Linked DNA regions of Sus scrofa: region 1 is linked to region 2. A link is a contact called in public Hi-C data. All regions are on one chromosome and are shown on one strand. Each heading gives the region's core, a stretch centred on a gene start, on an enhancer-like site or on the middle of the called end of the contact. The rest is flanking DNA. Distances are from core to core; before and after follow the strand shown. Region 1 holds the start of CACHD1 (VWFA and cache domain-containing protein 1). Region 2 overlaps CACHD1 (VWFA and cache domain-containing protein 1).

Region 1 (3,978 bases), core at 1,232-3,731, 220 kb after region 2:
TCCTAGTTTTTTCTTAACATTTTAGTGCCATTTCCTCTAAAAGTCACTTCACTCCCAAGAACTCTGTCAGCAATCACCAGAAATCAGAAACGGCATATGGAAAAAATTATAACTTAATCTGGATCTAAAAGATCTGCAAAGAAAAGTTAAATGACCTATCTGAAAAGCTTGTCCACTGTTATGCAAATGAAGAAGAATCAGACTCTATGGCACTTCAGGGCCGGTGTCTACAAATAAACACAGAATTCTCTTTCAGGCTAACCATCCACTCTTGAACCTCGCTTCGCTCAACAAAAACAGAAAACCAATCATCTTTTACTACAGTGGTAAAAGTCCTTGGAACGGCGCTATCATGCTGGGAAGGGACTCGGGTGGTGGGTGGGGGATGAGGGAGGGAGGTTTAAAAAAAAAAAATCAGAAACCTGAATCCCAAGTGACTTAAAACACCTCTCGCGGTGGGAGGTAGAAGGATGGTCAGCATAGACTCGAAATCAGAAACCTATTCCAAGAACACATTCCTGGAAACGTCGCTCTTTCGAAGACCACATTTATCACCATTATTGCGGTTAGAATAGGCAAAAGGATGAGACAGAGCAAAGGTTTCGGACTCGGGATGTCTTCGCAGCCTCTCCTCCTAATGGAGCAGGCCTTTCCGGCCAAGGAGGTTAAAAAAAGGGCGCGATGGAATCTCCAGGTGGTTGCTATTTAGCCTTTTTTTTTTTTTTTTTTTTTTTTACTACTGTTCCTTAAGAGTAACATCTTCAGGATGCCTTACTAGCCTCGGGCACTCTTTCCTTAGCCCCCCCCCTTCCTCTCCTGGGGAGGACGGACCTGGTAAACAATTTAGAGAAAGGCGACTCTTAGCCACGATGCTCCCTTCTTCCTCCCCGCCAAAAGGCATACACACAACAAAAAAAGAGAGCGGACAGCCCGCAACCGACAGCAGCAACAGCGGAAAGCACCAAAGAAGTCCCCCACGCGGGACGAGTCTGCAAATCTACCCGGAGTCTGCCAAGCCAGCCCCTCCCCCAGGGCACCCGGGCCGGGAAAGGGAGCCCAGAGTCCACGCCCCCGGCCGCTCCGCCGGGACCCAGGTGGCCCTGGAGCAGCTGCGCACGCGGCGGTGCCTTCCCTCTCGGAGCCCATCGGTGGGCCTCGGTCGGGGGACCCGAGGAGGTAGTCAAGGGGAAAGAAGGTCGTCTGAGCCAGGCGGGGCCGTCTGCCCAGGGATGGGAACACAAAGAGGGAAGGGGAGTTTGCAGGGGTGGCGGGGTAACACAAGACGGCGGGGTAATTCGTGCAAATTAGCAAGGGAGGTGTGAGGGAACCCGAGAATCCTGTCGAGATCATGGAGCTGTGCCGGGGGGGGGGGAGTGGGTGCGGTGCAAAGGGCAGGGGCTTCTGGAGAGGAGAAAAAGAAGGGGGCCCAAGTGCCTGTAAGAGAAGTTGATGTGTAGTCAGGGGTCCGTGGAGAGGGCAGAGGTGTACGGGAAAAGGGGGCTCTGGGCATGCCAGCGACGTTGGTGAGCACACAAGGGGACCAGGACTGGGGGTGGGACCGGGTTCTGCGCGGGGACAGACAGGATACCTGGCAAGTTCGTGGGCGCGAAGGGGGCCCTTACCTGCATGGTGACAACCCCCAGCTCCTCCGCCGCCAGCCTCCGCATCTGGCTCGCCAGCACTTGCGCCTCGTCCAGGATGGAGAAGTCGGCGTCGGCCCCGGCGCCCAGCAGCCAGCCTGCCGCCAAGCAGAGCAGCCAGAGGGGCGGCCGCCGCGCCCCAATCCGGCGGAGCGAGCCCCGACCCCCGCGGGCCAGGGCAGCGGCCCCCGCCGCCTCCTCTTCCTCCGGCTCACGGGCCATGCCGCCTCCCCCACTCCCCGCCGACGGGCTCCAGGCACCGGGAAGCGGGGAGGGAGCCCCGGGAGGTGCGCCCAGGGCCCGCTCGGCGCACCCCGTAAAACTTTCTCGCCCTTCTGCAGTCGCCTCCCCGCGCCGCGGCGGCTCCCAAACTTAGGGGGCGCCCGGCTACGGCGCGGGAGCGCGGGCGGCCACCATCGCCGGGCTCCCGCGGCCGCGGCCGGAGAGGAAGCGGCCGCCCCAGTCGTCCCCGGGACCCCGGCGCCGGCGCGGCCCCCGCGGGGTGGCGGGAGACGGGCAGAGCCGCGGCGTCTGCACCCGGTGCGCGGCCGCGGGGCTGACAAGGCGAAGCCGCCGAGCTTTCGCTTCCCGCGGGTTCCGGCCGAGCGAGGCGGCGGCGAGGGCGGGCGGCTGCACCCGCGGAGGAGGAGCGGCGATCGCGCTGCGAGGCAGGGGCAGCCACCCGAGCGAGGAGGGAGAGGGGAGGTTTAAAAAAAAAAAAAAAAGAAAGAAAGAAAAAAAAAAAAAAAAAAACCACTGAAGAAAGCCAGCGGCTGGGAAAGGGAGGTGTCTGGTGCCACCACGCTGCGCTCCGGCTCCGTGCACTTCCCGGCGCGGCCGCCGCCGCGGCTGCGGTGATTTATGGAAGCAGGGAGAGAGGCGGGGACATTCCCCGGTCGCCCCTCCTCTCTCTCCCCGCTCCCGCCTTAGAACCGGCCCCTCGAGACACCGCGGGCCCTAGGGCAGGCTCTCGGCTTGGGTACCAGCCCAGCCCGGGTCGGGGGTCACTGGGGCCTTCTGGTCGCCCGGGACTGCCACCCACCCCGGCTCTCACCGCCTCCCTCCGCCTCCGCCCTCACGCGAGGGACTCTGGGGTCCCACCCGCTCAAGATCCCACCCATCGAAAGTCCCTTTAAGTTCTAGGACGCTGGCTTTCTGCCTGGCAGAGATTGGGAAAGGAGGAGACTGGCGTTTTTGTGCGTTCCCTGCTTTTCTTCGATGTTATTAATAACAATAGCTAGCAATCGTTGGATCAGCAGATTTTTTTTTTCTTTTTTTCTTTTTTTTAACCAACTACTGTGTGCCCCGCTCAGTGCTCTGGGGTTTGTATACATTATCCTTAATCCCCACCACATCCCTGTGAGGTACGTATCTTTATCCCAAAATTTTAGGTAACAAAGACCGAGGCTTAGAGAGGTGGAATAAATTGCCGAAGGTCACCCAGGGGATAAGAAGCAAATCCAGAATTTAAGCAGATCCGAGGCTCTTGCTCTTAAATAGGACAGAGTTCTTTCAGGTTCTCTTTGGAAATGAACCACTGGATCCCATCAACAGCAAAAAACAAACAAACAAACCCCCACAAAACTATTGAGGTGGAATTTGCCCCACAATCTCTCCTCTGAAACACGGGAAGGCAGAATACTTGGCACCTTCTCACTCCTGGCCCAGGCTCTCAGAGAAATCACCTGTTGGAAGCACCTAGAACAAGGGGATGGGGTGGGAGATGGGGGTGGTAAAACCGATATCCTTCCAAGCTTCATTAGGTTCCTGCTGGTGGGTTCCTAGAGGACACAGCCACCTCCAGGAAGATGAAGGCTACCTCCAGAGCCATAGCAGGATTCAAACCTGGATTTGGTGTTCTCTTCACTTTACAGCAAAACCTTCTGCTGTACTGTTCTGACTACACTGTATTAAAAACTCACCTTCTGTAAGCTTTCCCTGGTCCCTTTTGTCTAGTGATTGTTTCTTAGTTCTGAATTCCCTAGTCTGTGTGGTCTCTGCTGTACGATGCGTTTTCATTTTGTTACACTCTCCATTCCAGGCCCCTTTGAGAGATGCACAGGGGACTCTTGGAACACCATCATTTATTATCTGCAGTGCTCATGTTACATAACACATCCTGGAACAAAGGCAAGCTTATTGAGGGCAAGGACCAGTCCACCTTTCCATCACCCACCCTTCACTCGGTACCAAGCACAAAGTAGATTCTGTAAAAAATGATTCTTGAATTCATGATGGGATCAAAAGAAATCTATCTGTTGTCTTCTATCCCAGAGTTGAACCGACATTTGGTAGCAAGATGATCCTATAACTTCTATTTTTTATTGTTAGACCGTTG
Region 2 (4,240 bases), core at 1,143-3,642:
CAGGAAGCCAGGCCTTACCGTGATCACTTTCTGTTCCTGAGCGCCCCAGTAGCGGCGCCTCCTTTCTGGGCTGTGTGCGTGCCGTTCGATGACCGCGGCTATAAACCGAGTATTGCTGACTGTGGGAAGGCAAGGATGGTTAGTCACCCCTAGGCCAGGATCGTCCAGTGCGCTTGCCCCGAGCAGGTTCATTTACTGGTGGGGGAATTATTCCTAGGGAAGCTAGAATAAGCCATTTTTCAAAAATTCTGAGGGTCAGTGGAGTTGATTTTGGGACTGGGGCAGCAGAGATCCCCAATTACGTCTCTCCAACATGCACCAACAAGATAGACACCAAACAGGACTTCCCTCGTGGCACAGTGGAAACCAATCTGACTAGTAACCATGAGGTTTCAGGTTCGATCCCTGGCCTCATTCAGTAGGTTGAGGATCTGGCGTTGCTCTGAACTGTGGTATAGGTCGAAGAGGTGGCTTGGATCTGATGTTGCTGTGACTGTGGCGTAGGCCAGCAGCTACAGCTTTGGTTCGACCCCTAGCCTGGGAACCTCCATATGCCACCGGTGCAGCCCTAAAAAGCAAAAACAAAACAAAACGAAAAAGACATACACTAAACAGTGAAGGCCAGAGTATCTCAACATGAATGGAACTCTCTCTTTTGATGTAGAAAGTGCTTTGTTTACCTCCCCCAAAGTTGTAGACATTAGTTAAGGGATTTTAAAAAACGCAGAGTTGATGATTCCCTTTCTAAAATACTACGTTGGAAAGTAATGAGGAAGATAAACAGAAGGAAGGGTGAGGTGTTTTAGACCAAAGCACTTAATGTAACAAAGAACATCATGAAAACTTCTGAGATTTTCCTAAAACAAAGCCAATGCCTATGCTTTAACTCTGATGAAAACGGGGAGAGAAGGGGCGGCAGGGAAAGAATCCCATCATATCAAAGCACCTTAAGTTTCAACACAAGAAAGACTATCTGGGGAGTTCCCATCCTGGCTCAGTGGAAATGACCTGTAACTATGAGGATGCAGGTTCCATCCCTGGCCTTGCTCAGCGGGTTAAGGATCAGCGGTGCCATGAGCTGTGGTGTAGGTCACAGACGCAGCTTGGATCCTGCGTTGCTGTGGCTGTGATGTTGGCTGGCAGCTGTAGATTGGACCCCTAGCCTGGGAACGTCCACATGCTGAAGGCGTGGCCCTAAAAAGCAAAAAAAAAGGCTCTCTGTTACAGATTAGCCTCCTCTGACACGGTCGCAGAGCCCGGCCGGATACTCACTGATGCCTCTGTCCTCGTGGCTGTCGTCATCTCTTTCGTCTCTGTCGTTCTCCAGGTTGGACATACGCACTGACATTTCTGCCCGTCGTTAAAAAGAGAGAAACACGATTATGTCATCGAAAAACGTCACCCACATCAAGACCCTGCAGAGGGCTCGTGTGATGGCTGGGCGACAGCGTTCCAACGGGAATGAACTGACGCCCCATCTAATTTGTTTTAAGGAGGAATCTATTTGTTTTAAGCAAGAATCACAAGAGGGAGAACAAGAGGCGAAGCATCAGGAGGGGCACCTGAGATCGATTTCTGAAGCCAGAAAGAGAAGAGAAGTGGATTGAGGCTAAGAGATCTTTAATCCTCTCCTCATGTGCTGGAAAGGGAAGGAAGGGGTCTAAGACCTCGGCTGATGACGCTGATGTTAACAGCATCCTTGAAAAGCCGAGCCGAGGGAATCCTGGATGAAGACAGGGAGCCTGGCTCTAACCGGATCTTACCAAGAGCTTGCTACCAAGTCAGACCATGTGATCCCAGGATCCCCGGTCAGGCTGTGACCACAGTGAAATAGTCCAGCATCAACTTATCATGACGGCTGCCAGGCTTCTGACCAATTTCAGAAAAATCATGCATGAGTCTTATCTCCACAGAGGTCAGGGGAACACATCCCTCGGGCTTTAGGGAGGATACAGATGGTCATTACATGGTTTTGTCTTGCCAGGGAGCAGAGATACCCCATTTAACTCTTGGTATGGAAGCCACGGTTGCCAATGAATCATTCTGTATCTGACTTCCAGTACGTATCCCCTCCTAAGAAGTTCCTTTGAATGGTTTCCATTCACACGCTACAATAACAGCTGTAAATAGAAGAGATTCACCTTCTTGCCAATAGCGATCTGAGGTATCTTTGGTCTGTCTTTCTGGAACAGCAAAAGCAGCCTCTTTGAGCCGAGTGAGGAATGCTACTTCCCACTCGCACCCCAGCCCCCCGACTGGCTTCTTCCGGAGGCCGGCCGTGGTGGGCGAAAGCTGTGTAAGGACAAGAGGATCTGGGGATTTTCTGAGGCATCAGATGGGGCTTGTGGGGTTTAGGCCCTAAAGACTGAGCTGGGAGTGAAAGAGAGAAGCAGGCTTTGGAGACTTCAGAATCGACTCCACGGGAGCAAAAGACACAGAGCTGTTCTTACAGGAGCGTAAAGGCTTCCAATGGGTCCCCATCCTTCCGGCCTGGCAGCCTCCCCAGGAAGCCTGCTGCCTCCTTCAGAAGCTTTGGGAGTCACCTCGAGCTCACCTTGGGCAGCGAGAGGAGACATGTGCTGGTGGCTGCGCCGATGGATCTGATGGCGGTAGGCGTACACGGCGAGGACCAGGACCATGACGCAGCCCATGATGCCTCCGGCCACGGGGCCCACTGGGGCGCTTTTAATCATGTTCAACGTGACAACCTCATCACCTTCATTAAAACAAACAGAGGCCCTTCGTAAAGCTTTCCCGCGGGAGGGGGATGCTGGGGATGGGGGTGAGACAGCGGGAAGGGATTTAGTGAAGACGTAGAATCAGCTGCCTTAAGCTTTGCATTCCTTTAAGGCCACCCATCAGGACACGGGCATAGTGGCTGCCTTTCATTCCTGGTGCTTAAATTCGATGGTGGCTACTTGGCAGAACAAGGACACCATCGGCAAGGCCTGGGAAAATAAGCGGGTGGGGAGTTCCCATTGTGGCTCAGTGGGTTAAGAACCTGATTAGTATCCAAGAGGATGTGGGTTTGATCCCTGGCCTCGCTCAGTGGGTTAAGGATCTGGTGTGGCTACGAGCTGTGGCATAGGTCGCAGAGGTGGTTCGGATCTGGTGTTGCTGTGGCTGTGGCATAGGCTGGCAGCTGCAGCTCTGATTAGACCCCTGGCCTGGGAACTCCCATGTGCCACAGGTGTAGCCCTAAAAAAAGCCCCAAAAAAGCAGGAGACTGGAGTATACTTATACATGTAGTGCCCAGCTGAGGGGCTCAGCTCTGGGGTGTGGGCTACTCTTAGTACCCAGGTGAGGGCGGGCAGTGTGGGTCTCTCAGCATGTATTTACCTGATACCATTTACTTCAGTGGGTCAGGCATATGACCTCCCCAGAAGGATCACATTTCAAAGCTCACAGGTTCCTTTTAAAACACCATTTGAGCTTTTCAGTGGAAACCTGCACGTGGGCATATAAAGTGACTTCTGGGAGTTCCCGCTGTGGCTCAGTGGTTCACAAACCCGACTAGTATCCATGAGGATGTGGGTGCAATCCCTGGCTTTGCTCAGCGGGTTGAGGATCTGGTGTTGCCATGAGCTGTGGTCGCAGATGAGGCTCGGATGCCAGCTTGCTGTGGCTGTGGTGTAGGCCGGCAGCTGCAGCTCTGATTTGACTCCCAGCCTGGGAACCTCCATATGCCACAGGTGCGGCCCTAAAAGACCATTAAAAAAAAAAGGTGACTTCTTAGAGCATGGTCCCTTCATCCAGGTCCTAACCTGGTCCCACCGTTGTATGTGACCTCAGACCCCTTCCCGCCTTCTTCTACTGTTGGGATACTGCGGGGAGATGTTAGAATGAAGCGTGAGCCAAAGGTTTAGATATCTATTCACCTGCCAACTAAGCCTGAGGAGCTTGTGTTCAGTCCCGAAGGAGAATCTCAGGGGAGGCACACAGCAGTATTTTTGAGGTCTTGGGGCCTGATCCCAGCATCAATCCTCCTAAGAGTATCATAGTCCCCACCCCGCCTCCGCCTCAAGCCATCCTGGGCATTGGATAGCACTGGCTTCTGTTATCCCCAAGGCCTGAAATACTGACTTGGAACCATAGGGCTTCTGCCTTCAGAAGCGGTGCAGCTGCAGAACAGAGGGGCTGTGGTCACTCCACCACTGGCCCCGCGCTTTGGACAGCTGGGATTCGCGTTCATACCAACTCTGCAGTTCAGCCATGCAGAAATCAGACCTGCTACTTCTCA

What was found. A called contact is a pair of places that touch in the nucleus more often than the background predicts.
Region 1: a Hi-C map of omental adipose tissue shows a contact between it and region 2, with 2.0 times the contacts expected there. The contact joins the promoter of CACHD1 here to the enhancer-like site in region 2. A contact is called at or near these places in 12 of 47 Hi-C or Micro-C datasets (brain, embryonic fibroblasts, fetal heart ventricle and 6 more) and 1 of 2 datasets of contacts at active chromatin or transcription factors (skeletal muscle).

What each region holds. Positions count from the first base shown.
Region 1 is chr6:148,008,435-148,012,412 of Sscrofa11.1, forward strand. It overlaps CACHD1 (VWFA and cache domain-containing protein 1), which reads right to left and starts at 2,482. Exons shown (of 28, transcript XM_021096540.1): 1 at 1,623-2,482. The coding sequence starts at 1,862.
Region 2 is chr6:147,785,014-147,789,253 of Sscrofa11.1, forward strand. It overlaps CACHD1 (VWFA and cache domain-containing protein 1), which reads right to left. Exons shown (of 28, transcript XM_021096540.1): 24 at 2,555-2,716; 25 at 1,273-1,350; 26 at 45-119; 27 at 19-42. Among named protein-coding and RNA genes, the nearest start is that of RAVER2, 65 kb to the left of the region's middle. Within about 2 kb of position 2,393, at least 2 of the 83 cell types and tissues checked have an H3K27ac peak or open chromatin away from gene starts, as enhancers often do. A contact at or near this core is called in omental adipose tissue, where this site is marked.